Regions from separate parts of the Mus musculus genome. Here regions 2, 3 and 4 are each linked to region 1. A link is a contact called in public HiChIP or PLAC-seq, Micro-C and promoter capture Hi-C data. All regions are on one chromosome and are shown on one strand. The core of a region is the stretch at or near the end of the contact, and the rest is flanking DNA. Distances in the headings are between cores, read along the strand shown.

Region 1 (2,700 bases), core at 141-2,640:
CAGCCACAGAACTTGACAAGGGAAACATCTTGTAAGTTTGGTTCTTATTTATTCTAACAGGTTTGGTTACGACTACCGTGTTTCAAAACCATAAAAAAAGAAGTCTTTTGGCCTTCTCAAGGGTCAAAGATTAACTGTAGGCCTATTTTTATCATCACTGATATAAATAGCTATCTGCAGAGATGATGGCTAGGATTGATACACATTCTTTTCATGGGAACATGGTACTTTCTTGGCACTCCTAACTAGTGACACTGTGCAAGTAGGGTAAGGGGAGGAGGCAGCCGCGGGACTCAGCAATGGCAGGGCTCTGCCCTTACCTTTCGGGGTTGAGATCTACGATGCCCATCACTAATACCTTCTTGCCTGGTCTCATGCCACCTTTAATGTGCCCACAAAATGGAACTATCTGCAAAGGAAGAGGGGAGAGACAGGATGTTTATGGGCTGTTAGAGACGAGCCAAACCCTCAGCCCTGAGAATCAGACCCATTAGAAAGCAAGGAAATGCACCAGAGGGGAAAAGGATAAAGGCAGAGACACGGAGCACATTGATTTACCAGTCGTGGGAAGTACACGTCGGCTTGAACTGGAGAACCCAAGGAGTTGTTTAAGTGCCCATCATCAAGTTTCTAAAAATAGAAGCACACAGATTGGCTTTCCACAGACCCTTGTTTATTAGGGAGTGAATGGAAGGATGAGGAATCAACACAAATCTGTAGTGATCCAGCAGCCCTCCACAGACACACATACATATGATGCCTCTTTATAGCCCATTAAATAACCGCGAAACAAAACCCGGCCTTTCCATCCGGTCTAAGCCTCTGATGATCCCCAGGCTCTTGAGACCGGATCAAATTCAAGGTCGCGGCCCACCCGGGAAGCAAAGCCCGTGTAGGTGGGCGGCAGGCCCCTCTCCAAGCACAAACGCTCCCGGAGTCTCTGCCCCCTGGCCTGTCCTCGGGGACGTGGCTGGAGTGCAGCGGCAGCGCTCGGCTTCTCTCCGGAGCCCCCGGCGCGGGACCGTTTCCAAAGGGGTAAATCCCGGACGCCGGGACCGCGGCCCCACACTAACCCACGTGCACGCACACGCGCCCAGCGCGCACCTGGCCGGCGCCCTCCTGCCCCGCGCCCGGGGCCCCCCGAGCTCGCACCCCGCGGCGGCTGACAGGTACCGCGCTTCCCGCGGCACCGCGGGTCCGTAGTCCTTGCCCCGGCCCTCTGAGCTACCCGCCTCGCGGGAGGCCGCTGCACTCACCACCACGGCGTCGCTGTCGGCCACCGACCCCGCCATGTTCCTGCAGCGAGCGCCGGGGACGCGGCGGCGGGCGCGGGTCCGAGCCGGGCGCGCGCACACACGGGCGCGCGTGCACGCCCCAGGCTGGCGCGGCCGCAGGCCCGGGAGGGGGAAGGGAGGCGGGCGGCGCGGAGATCGCGGCGGCGAGGGGATGACGGTGGCGAGGGCCGCAGTGCGTTGGCCTGGGGTGGCATTTAAAGGCGGCAGGGCTCGGCTCGGGAACCGAGAACCGGGAACAGGGCGGGGACGGGGCCCGGGAGCCGCGGCTTGCTAAGCGTGCCCTGCCCTACGGCCATTGGACCACGGCTGAAGGCCGGAGGGCGGTGGCCTGTCGGCGGGAAGGTGGGTGGGGCTGGGGAAAGGGGTGAAGGGAGGGCCCAGGTGGGCCAGGTGACAGGTGCTGGGGACACTCCTGGTCGGTACCCTACTCACTCACCTCCTTCCGCATCCTGGGGGACTGTGGGGGTGGATCAGGAGTGAGGTCGAGAGAAGGTGGAGGACTCCAAAGAGGAAGACCTGGTATGGCTTCTTTCAGAGAATTCCAACCTAGTGGGAGGAAAGATAGTTGCACTGTTTGGAGGAGAAGGAGAATGGAGGTCCAAGGCTTGTACATATTTGACCCTAAATAAAGAAGCAGCCAGGACTCTAGGGGGACAGTTTGCTGAGCGCCGACCAACCCTCTGTTCCCAGGGAAGCGCAGGCTAGTGTCGGGGTCCCGGAAGCATTCTTCAGCAGGTGCCCGGCCAAGCCGCAACTTGAAGTGGACACAGTTTCTGTCCTTAGCTATTTTACGTCACTTGCTTAGTTTGGGGTAATGGAGTCTCCAGTCCTTCTTTGTGTAATACTTCCTAGGGAATACACTCCTCTTTCACGCTAAGGCTCAGACTCCTGTAATGGTATCCTGACACTAGCATAATTATGTAACTTCTCAGATAAGGCTGTATCAACATACTCTCTATTAGGTGACATACTCGGCTTGCCCAATGCACTGTGTGAATCACCACACTAATAAGCAAGGAGCTTGAGCAAGTGAGCTGCTACAGTCCCAGAGGGGCCCTTTGGGGGACCTGGCGTCTCTGCAGCTTTTGTGTCCCTTTATGGACCAGTGCTAATCATGGTAATCTCTGTGGGACAGGGAACATGCCTGTAATCCACAGTCGGAGCCTTTGTGGAAGTGGTTCTCAGAATTAGAGACTGAAGAGTTGTCATTGTGGCTCCCATTTTGCTCCTGTTTACTCATCTGAGCTTGAGAATCACACCTATTAATTATTCTAACATACTAGGCAATTACAAGAAACTTGATATTTTAAAGTCATACTTTGATTCTCTGAATTTCTAAGAGTCAGCATAGGGAAAAAATCATTGAATTATTTGCTATTAGCTAAGCGTGGTACAATATATCATG
Region 2 (2,700 bases), core at 1-2,500, 620 kb after region 1:
GACTCAAGAAGGTTAATAAGCCAAAGGGCCCTAGTGAGGATGCTTCAATCCTATTTGGGAGGGGGAAGTAAGCAGTCACTGGGGGCAGGGTTGGGAGGACAGAAGGAGGAACAAGGGAGGAAGAGGAAAAAGGGGGAACAAGATCGGGTATTGGGAGGGGAAATATGAGTGAAGCCCTGAGGATTAGCATTATGAACGGGAACAGGTAACCTTGGGAGGTGTGTGTGTGTGTGTGTGTGTGTGTGTGTGTGTGTGTAGCCTCTAGAATGTGCCAGAGATCTGGGAGATGAGAGACTCTCAGGACTCAAAGGGAGGGACCTTAGATGAAATGCCCAATGGTAGGGAGAGGGAACTTGTAGAGTCCATCTCCAGTAGAAAGACAGGGCATCAAGTAGAGGGATGGGGTTGCCATCCCATGGTCAAAAACTCTGACCCAGAATTGTTCCTGTCTAAAAGAACTGCAGGGACAAAAGTGGAGAAGAGACTGAGGGAACGGAGGTTCAGTGACCAACCCAAATTGGGATCCATCTCAAGGAGAGGTTCCAAGGCCTGACACTATTACTGATGCTATGGTATCTTACAGACAGGAGCCTAACATGACTGCCCTTCAAGAGGCCCAACAGATTGAGACAGATGCAGATACACCCAATAAATGCACTGAAATCAGAGGAAAGCCTGGAAGAAGTTGTGGAGGAGGGTGACCCCATAGGAAGACCAGCAGTCTCAAGTTACCTGGACCCCTGAGAGCTATCAGACACTGAGCCACCAACTAGGTAGCATACACTAGCTGGTACGAGACCCCCAACACATATACAGCAGAGGACTGTCTGGTCTAGCCTCAGTGAGAGAAGATGCACCTAACCCTGGACTTGAGACTCCAGGGCGTGGGGAGACCTGGCAGGGTGGGAGTGGGGATATCCTCTTGGAGATGGGGGTGGTGGTGGTAGTGGTGGGTGCAGGAGAGGAATGGGATGAGGAACTATCAGAGGGTGGACTGGGAGGGGGATAATGACTGAACTGTAAAAAAAAAAAAAAAAGATTAAAGATAATTAAAAAACAAAAATCTTCACACCGAATTTCAAGTGTTTGCTTCTTAGATTTTTATCAGAGTATTTATTCTACATAAACTAATTTAGCAAGTCAACTTTGTCATTTAGTCAATTTAACATGAATATGAAAGTGACTCACAGAATGACAGGAAGGTTTCTAGCATGACAAGTACATCACTCTTTAATAATAGCACATGAGTTTTGTTGCTCTTTGGAGCCATCTTCTGGTCAGTGGTGGATTACAGATAATGTAAGTTTTCCCCATGAATTTTTTTTTCCATTTTTTATTAGGTATTTAGCTCATTTACATTTCCAATGCTATACCAACAGTCCCCCATACCCACCCACCCCCACTCCCCTACCCACCCACTCCCCCTTTTTGGCCCTGGCGTTCCCCTGTTCTGGGGCATATAAAGTTTGCGTGTCCAATGGGCCTCTCTTTCCAGTGATGGCCGACTAGGCCATCTTTTGATACATATGCAGCTAGAGTCAAGAGCTCCGGGGTACTGGTTAGTTCCTAATGTTCCACCTATAGGGTTGCAGATCCCTTTAGCTCCTTGGCTACTTTCTCTAGCTCCTCCATTGGGAGCCCTGTGCTCTTTCCATTAGCTGACTGTGAGCATCCACTTCTGTGTTTGCTAGGCCCCGGCATAGTCTCACAAGAGACAGCTACATCTGGGTCCTTTCGATAAAAACTTGCTAGTGTATGCAATGGTGTCAGCGTTTGGATGCTGATTATGGGGTGGATCCCTGGATATGGCAGTCTCTACATGGACCATCCTTTCATCTCAGCTCCAAACTTTGTCTCTGTAACTCCTCCCAAGGGTGTTTTGTTCCCTCTTCTAAGGAGGGGCATAGTGTCCACACTTCAGTCTTCATTTTTCTTGAGTTTCATGTGTTTAGGAAATTGTATCTTATATCTTGGGTATCCTAGGTTTTGGGCTAATATCCACTTATCAGTGAGTACATATTGTGTGAGTTCCTTTGTGAATGTGTTACCTCACTCAGGATGATGCCCTCCAGGTCCATCCATTTGGCTAGGAATTTCATAAATTCATTCTTTTTAATAGCTGAGTAGTACTCCATTGTGTAGATGTACCACATAAAACCAGAGACACTGAAACTTATAGAGGAGAAAGTGGGGAAAAGCCTTGAAGATATGGGCACAGGGGAAAAATTCCTGAACAGAACAGCAATGGCTTGTGCTGTAAGATCGAGAATTGACAAATGGGACCTAATGAAACTCCAAAGTTTCTGCAAGGCAAAAGACACCGTCAATAAGACAAAAAGACCACCAACAGATTGGGAAAGGATCTTTACCTATCCTAAATCAGATAGGGGACTAATATCCAACATATATAAAGAACTCAAGAAGGTGGACTTCAGAAAATCAAATAACCCCATTAAAAAATGGGGCTCAGAACTGAACAAAGAATTCTCACCTGAGGAATACCGAATGGCAGAGAAGCACCTGAAAAAATGTTCAACATCCTTAATCATCAGGGAAATGCAAATCAAAACAACCCTGAGATTCCACCTCACACCAGTCAGAATGGCTAAGATCAAAAATTCAGGTGACAGCAGATGCTGGCGTGGATGTGGAGAAAGAGGAACACTCCTCCATTGTTGGTGGGATTGCAGGCTTGTACAA
Region 3 (2,700 bases), core at 154-2,653, 540 kb after region 1:
TTCCATAATAATGAAGGCAGATTCCTTTAATCTAATATGAAAAACTTAAGAGTTAGTAAAGTGGGGCATAAGCCTGTATGGCATTTTCATTTCCAGGGTCAAATGATGGACATCCCTAGCATAACTTTAAAAGGAAAGGGGAAAGGTGCATGGACAGTCACTGAGGATCACGTGAAGCGGTTGCAAACTTTACTGCATGTATTAAGCAAGATGGCTGAAGCTTTCACACACTGGGGTCTGGAAGGAAAGGCTTCTTATAGGCAAACTCTATACAGTTTTGTGACAGAAGTTTAAGGCAGCACCCAATTGCAATACTACAGCTTGGTTGAGGGGTATTTGCTAAATGCATTATTTACACATATACAGATTTGAATGGTAATTTTCAAATTTAAAGAAAGCATAATCTTTCTATATTAAAAAAGAAAAAGCTAAGAGCACTGCAGCAAAGTCATTTCTCTGACTGGTATGACCTCCAGTGTCTACAAACTACTGATTTCGCAATAAATTACTCTGAGACTCAATCCACGTACACACAGAAAAGAAGTGGAGAGCTTCCTACTAGTCTTGACAAACGCATCTGCCTGTCCCTAGCCCTCTGGGTTTCCTTGTCCCACAAAGATAACTAACTTATCATCGAGTGCAAGAAGGGAACAAGAATTAATCAGCAGTCAAAAATCCTGTTTTGATTTTTACAATTACTATCCACGATGTCAGAATACTATTAAAACTGATTTTAGAAGGTAGAAATAACCCCTGCAGGGCGCAGAGGCATACAAACACGTATATGAAATGCCAACCCAATAAGTGGCGCAAAGCAGCTTAAATACCAATTTAACCAAAAAGGTCTGGCAAACGGTATCACAAATGAACACTTCCAGTTACAAACTACCCACTTACTTAGAGACTACCAATATTCAAAATCGGACGAAGCAGCCAAGAGACAGAAAGCAAAATGTCTTACCTTGTACAAATCTCGACATTTTAGGATCTTATTAAAATAATCTGGCTTATAATTTTCAATTTCTAGAATCTACGTTGTAAGGAAGGTCTCTCTCCCTTCCCTGCAACCGAAGTGTTCTTTCTCCTCCGATGTTTAACTACTTAAAGAAGAATTCGGGGGGAAAAAAAATCAAAACTAGTCTTTAAAAAGAAAAATCCTGAAGACGGAAAACTTGGTGGGACCGACTCAGCTTGGGAGGGAACTCCAGGCTACTCAGCGATCCCGACACCAACAGGGGACGACTGGAGACTCCGGAAAAGGTAAAACCAGACGAACTTAAATTTCATCAATGGAGAGGCGGACCTAGAGCCGCTTCACCGCCCTCCGGTCTCCACGCCCTCTAGGGCAGGACTGCCGCAGGCCCCCGGCCGCACCCCGAGGCCCCTCGCCGGCGGCCGTCCAGCGGCGAGCTGCTGGCGCCCCGTGTAGATCGGGAGGCGGGGAGGCCGGCGAAGGGGCAACGCAACCTTTTCTCCAGCCCATAAATAGCCGGGACTCGGAGATGCTGCGAATTCCGCACTCGGGCAGACAGCTGCCCGCGGCCTCCACTGGCCGCCCTCCCCTACGCAGCCGCTCCACACCAGGGCCCGGCTCGCCCCCTCCCTGCCCCCCGGGCCTGGCCGCCCAGACCCCCCGGGAGGCCTGGCCCTCCCTGACACGCCCTCGCCCGCCCGCCCGCCCGCCCCCTACTCTTCCACGCCCCACTGTCGGCCCCCGGCCACGCCTTTCGGAGCAGGACCCCACAAGGAGGTCGCTCGGAGCCCGGCCCGCCCCTTAAGCGACACCCACCTTCCTATTCCCTCGAGGGCTGAGAAGTTGGGGGCCTGGAATCAGGTCTCGCACGCTGCACGAGCGTGGCCGAGGCGACCTCCCCTCCGCTCCCGTCACACGCAAACACCTGGAGCCTGGCGCCAGCGTGCGCAGCCCCTGACCCTCCAGCCCGCCGCCTCCGGACACCGGAGCCCCCACTTTCGCCACACACCTCCCCTCCCCCTCCTTCCCCCCTCCCAATGCGGAAATGTCCCTACTGCTCAGAGCGACAGGCACAGCCGCCAGTCCGGAGCCGAAGTTTGCCTAAGGACCTGGCCAATGAGACACGCGGAGGTGGCAGGGGGCGGGGCGTTCGAGGCCCGAGGGAGGCGGGCGCAGAAGCGAAGGCGGGAATCCCACGCGTGGGAGCTGCACAGGCAGCAGCACGGTGCCAAGCACGTCTGTCTCTGCTTGCTGTTTGCAGATGCCACGAGCGTGTGAGAAAACCGAAGCGTGTGCTTGTGTTTGCACTCCACCAGAATTTGCCCGTTGAGGAAACCTTGAACTCCCCTTCCTCAGGGACACCAGGCTCTTCTCAAGAGGACCCAAAGGCTCTGCCACCAATTAGGGTTTGAGGAGGGTTAAGGCAACCTTTTCAGAATCAAGTAAAGGGATGGGATGTGTGTGGCTCACCAACAGGAGGAGGGCCTGGGGGCGTCGAAGGGAATGCCAAATAAAGGCTCTCCAGAAAGAGCCATCACTATTCGCCTTGCCTCGAATCCCACTCCTGGGCACGTTTGTGCTGGAATTGGGCGTTTACTTTTCTAGCCAAAGTGAAAATGACTTATTATCCTTAAGATGCTGATGATAGATCTTGAAGTCTCCAAAAGAAAGATGAAGTTAAAAGCCAGAACGTTGGCACCCGTCTGGGGACTCCCTGAGGTGTGCCC
Region 4 (2,700 bases), core at 99-2,598, 570 kb after region 1:
GTATCACTTATCACCCTGCCTGGCTAAGAACCGACTAGACCAGGTTGGCTTCAAGCTTCCAGCAATCCTGCCTCTATCTCTGACTCCACTTTGGAGTGCTGAGGTTTATAGGTGGGTACAGACTTTTTCCTATTTGTTTATAGTTTAAGTCTATATAATTTTATAACTTGTACAAATATCTGAGGATAAGGTATAAAAGTCATGGAAATATGATTTGAATGAATAGCTGAGATATAAATACTAAAAAATAAGATTGTACCAAAACAAAACAAAAAATTGCTCAAAAGGACCCATGTGTTTGCATGCACGTGTTTGCATATGTATGTGTAAAGCAAGTGCCTAAAATATTTAATGAGGCATTGCAAAATAAATCCCCCCACCTTGTCACAAGGGAGGCAGAGTCAAGGTTCAGACAACTGTGTTTAGAAACTTTAGAACCATGTGTTTAAAGAATGAGAGCCAAGCACGTCATAAGCTCGGCATGTGCTCGCTGCCTGTTCACAGAAGCCGGCCTCTACGTGCCAGCTCGCTGCTGACATTTGGAATGCTGTCTAGCTAGATTTCAAACTGTCACAACTCAGTTTCCCAAAAGGTGCTCCAGAAACTTATATGCTCCATCTCCAGGATTGTTTTATAAAACTACTTAATTTTGGTTCTGTTTTTATAAAATTACTTTATTTTGCCTTAGGTCATGATCTTGAAATTTATAAATATACATAAAATTTAATATTTATAAACATTAAAGTGTTCCATCTTTCCTAAGCTGTTAACCTTCCGGACAGATATGCTTATTCCATGACCGTCTCATGTTCTGTTGTGAGGTAGCGTCTCATATTCACAGACACCTTCTCAAAGAAAGTTCAAGTTATAACAGAAGCAGCTAACTGTGAACTAACTGCTCTGAGTATCTCAGGCATTATTCTTTTGAAAGTCTCTCTTAACTCTCATAGGCATTACTGAGTTCCTTGCTGGAACAATTCAGGGACTAAACACAGCGCTCAGAGACCCCTTGAAGCAATCCATGTGTCAGAGGACAGACATGAGCTGTCTGCAGGAGAAAGTAGGTGTGAGAACACTCAGCCCATTATAAGGGGCTCGGCCTCTCTCTTATCCTGAGTGCCTGGAAAAACAGTCTCTCTCCTGTGCATGGAAAGCTGGAGAACAATTTCCTGTCTCACTGAGGCACCTGATTTTCCAACTTGTTCAATTTTCAGTGAATTAGTACTTCTTGAAATGTTGTCCCAGCCAGCAGAAATGACATCACCTGGGAACTTGTTCTCACTTGTGAGAAATGCAATTTTTGAATTGTAACTGCAAGCCTGTGAGTCAGATCTCTGAAAATGGGACCTAGCATGCTGTATTCTAATGAAGCCGCCAAGACCGTGAGACAGGCCTGGGAATCCCTGGGCTCTGAAACATCGTCTGCTTGGCTGATTGATCAGTGTTAGAGACATAAGCCACCTGGCCTGTCAGGATATAGCAATCCACACAGTCATTTGTAAAGTACAGAAAGTCAAAATGTGTGCTATGAGTTTAGCAATTTTAGGGAGATCCACTGACTGACCAATCAGTGAGAAAGGGGTGAAAAATAGATAGGTAATCACTTTAATCCCAACAACAGCTCTATTAGTTTTGCTAATAAAACTGGAGACCTAAAGAAGTTAAATAATTTGTTCAAAGCCAGTTCACCAAGTAACAGAATCACAATTTGAACTGTGGACTATTTAATTCCAAGTCTTTTGTCTTGCACTTCATATTCTCATTTGCTCTTAAGTATATGCCAACTGTTTCTGTAGAACAATGTATATTTGGACTTTGTTTTAAATTGTGATAAAACATTACAGAGAACACATAAGGAAAACACTTAGTATGGATATGTGTGTGTGTGTGTGTGTGTGTGTGTGTGGAGAGAGAGAGAGAGATATCAAAGATCACTTCTATATATTTTAGTGCCCAGCTAACATACATAGTTACCACCCCCCCATAGCAGCAACCAGATGCCCCCAAATGCCTCTTCTCTGTGAAGGTGACCATAAACTGGACTCCTGGGATAATCGCTTGTTTGTCCTTGCCTTGATAATTATTCTCAAGCCATTGGCTTTGTTGTATCCTTTCCATGCTTTGAACTTCATCAGAAAGAAGTCATACTGTGCATGGACTTCTGTGCCCTGCTTCTGTTCAGACAGCACTGCTTTGAAACATTCATTAATGCTGTCTGCTGTCATTCATTTTTATTGCTGTATAGTGTGGCACTGAGTTCCCATAAACATTTTTCCTGGAATTGATTTATTCATTCTATCACTTTCCTAGTTCAGGAATTTGGCAAAGTATTTATTGCCTAAGTTATCCTGATGGCTTCTCTTTATCTCCAGGCTCCCAGACTGCAGCTAGAAGAATCTTTCTAAAAGCCAACATCCTTCCTGTTAAAGGAAGCTATGGGAGAGAAAGGGCTAAGAGAGGGTTGGTCCTCACTATCAGAGCTCGGGGGGCTCTTTGGAGACTCAGGATTTTATTCTAAGGGCAATAGAAAACCTTTCTGACTGATAACCTTGGCTTTCTGGTGTCAGAGACTCCTACCCCAGAGTCCCTAAATTATCCAACTATGAAGCATTCTCTGCTTGGCTGATTCAAGAATACAACCACGTATTCTAGGCCCACATGATACTCTAATGTATAGTCTCTTGGGATTTTAACCATACA

Evidence for each region. Promoter capture Hi-C pulls out the DNA fragments that hold promoters and counts their contacts. A called contact is a pair of places that touch in the nucleus more often than the background predicts. HiChIP or PLAC-seq counts read pairs in DNA pulled down with a chosen protein or histone mark.
Region 2: an H3K4me3 HiChIP or PLAC-seq map of bone marrow-derived macrophages shows a contact between it and region 1, with 5 times the contacts expected there. The contact joins the enhancer-like site here to the promoter of Lgalsl in region 1. A contact is called at or near these places in 11 of 39 promoter capture datasets (the C10 cell line, the HPC-7 cell line, HPC-7-derived erythroid cells and 7 more), 1 of 484 Hi-C or Micro-C datasets (bone marrow-derived macrophages), 9 of 115 datasets of contacts at active chromatin or transcription factors (the NIH/3T3 cell line, bone marrow-derived macrophages, cardiomyocytes and 4 more) and 2 of 9 other capture datasets (adipose tissue and liver).
Region 3: a Micro-C map of embryonic stem cells shows a contact between it and region 1, with 5 times the contacts expected there. The contact joins the promoter of Ugp2 here to the promoter of Lgalsl in region 1. A contact is called at or near these places in 2 of 39 promoter capture datasets (embryonic stem cells and hippocampal neurons), 4 of 484 Hi-C or Micro-C datasets (all in embryonic stem cells), 4 of 115 datasets of contacts at active chromatin or transcription factors (astrocytes, bone marrow-derived macrophages, memory CD8 T cells and 1 more) and 2 of 9 other capture datasets (adipose tissue and liver).
Region 4: a contact with region 1 is called in a promoter capture Hi-C map of hematopoietic stem and progenitor cells, with 2.5 times the contacts expected there. The contact joins the enhancer-like site here to the promoter of Lgalsl in region 1. A contact is called at or near these places in 6 of 39 promoter capture datasets (the C10 cell line, embryonic stem cells, hematopoietic stem and progenitor cells and 3 more), 3 of 115 datasets of contacts at active chromatin or transcription factors (SST interneurons, bone marrow-derived macrophages and embryonic stem cells) and 1 of 9 other capture datasets (adipose tissue).

What each region holds. Positions count from the first base shown.
Region 1 is chr11:20,829,718-20,832,417 of GRCm38.p6, forward strand. Lgalsl (lectin, galactoside binding-like) reads right to left here and starts at 1,391. Exons shown (of 5, transcript NM_173752.4): 1 at 1,257-1,391; 2 at 559-630; 3 at 321-409. The coding sequence starts at 1,292.
Region 2 is chr11:21,452,666-21,455,365 of GRCm38.p6, forward strand. No RefSeq gene overlaps it. Among named protein-coding and RNA genes, the nearest start is that of 4932414J04Rik, 57 kb to the right of the region's middle. Within about 2 kb of position 1,251, at least 7 of the 459 cell types and tissues checked have an H3K27ac peak or open chromatin away from gene starts, as enhancers often do. A contact at or near this core is called in bone marrow-derived macrophages, where this site is marked.
Region 3 is chr11:21,369,226-21,371,925 of GRCm38.p6, forward strand. Ugp2 (UDP-glucose pyrophosphorylase 2) reads right to left here and starts at 1,404. Exons shown (of 10, transcript NM_139297.6): 1 at 962-1,404. The coding sequence starts at 980.
Region 4 is chr11:21,398,198-21,400,897 of GRCm38.p6, forward strand. No RefSeq gene overlaps it. Among named protein-coding and RNA genes, the nearest start is that of Ugp2, 29 kb to the left of the region's middle. Within about 2 kb of position 1,349, at least 58 of the 459 cell types and tissues checked have an H3K27ac peak or open chromatin away from gene starts, as enhancers often do. A contact at or near this core is called in adipose tissue and pre-B cells, where this site is marked.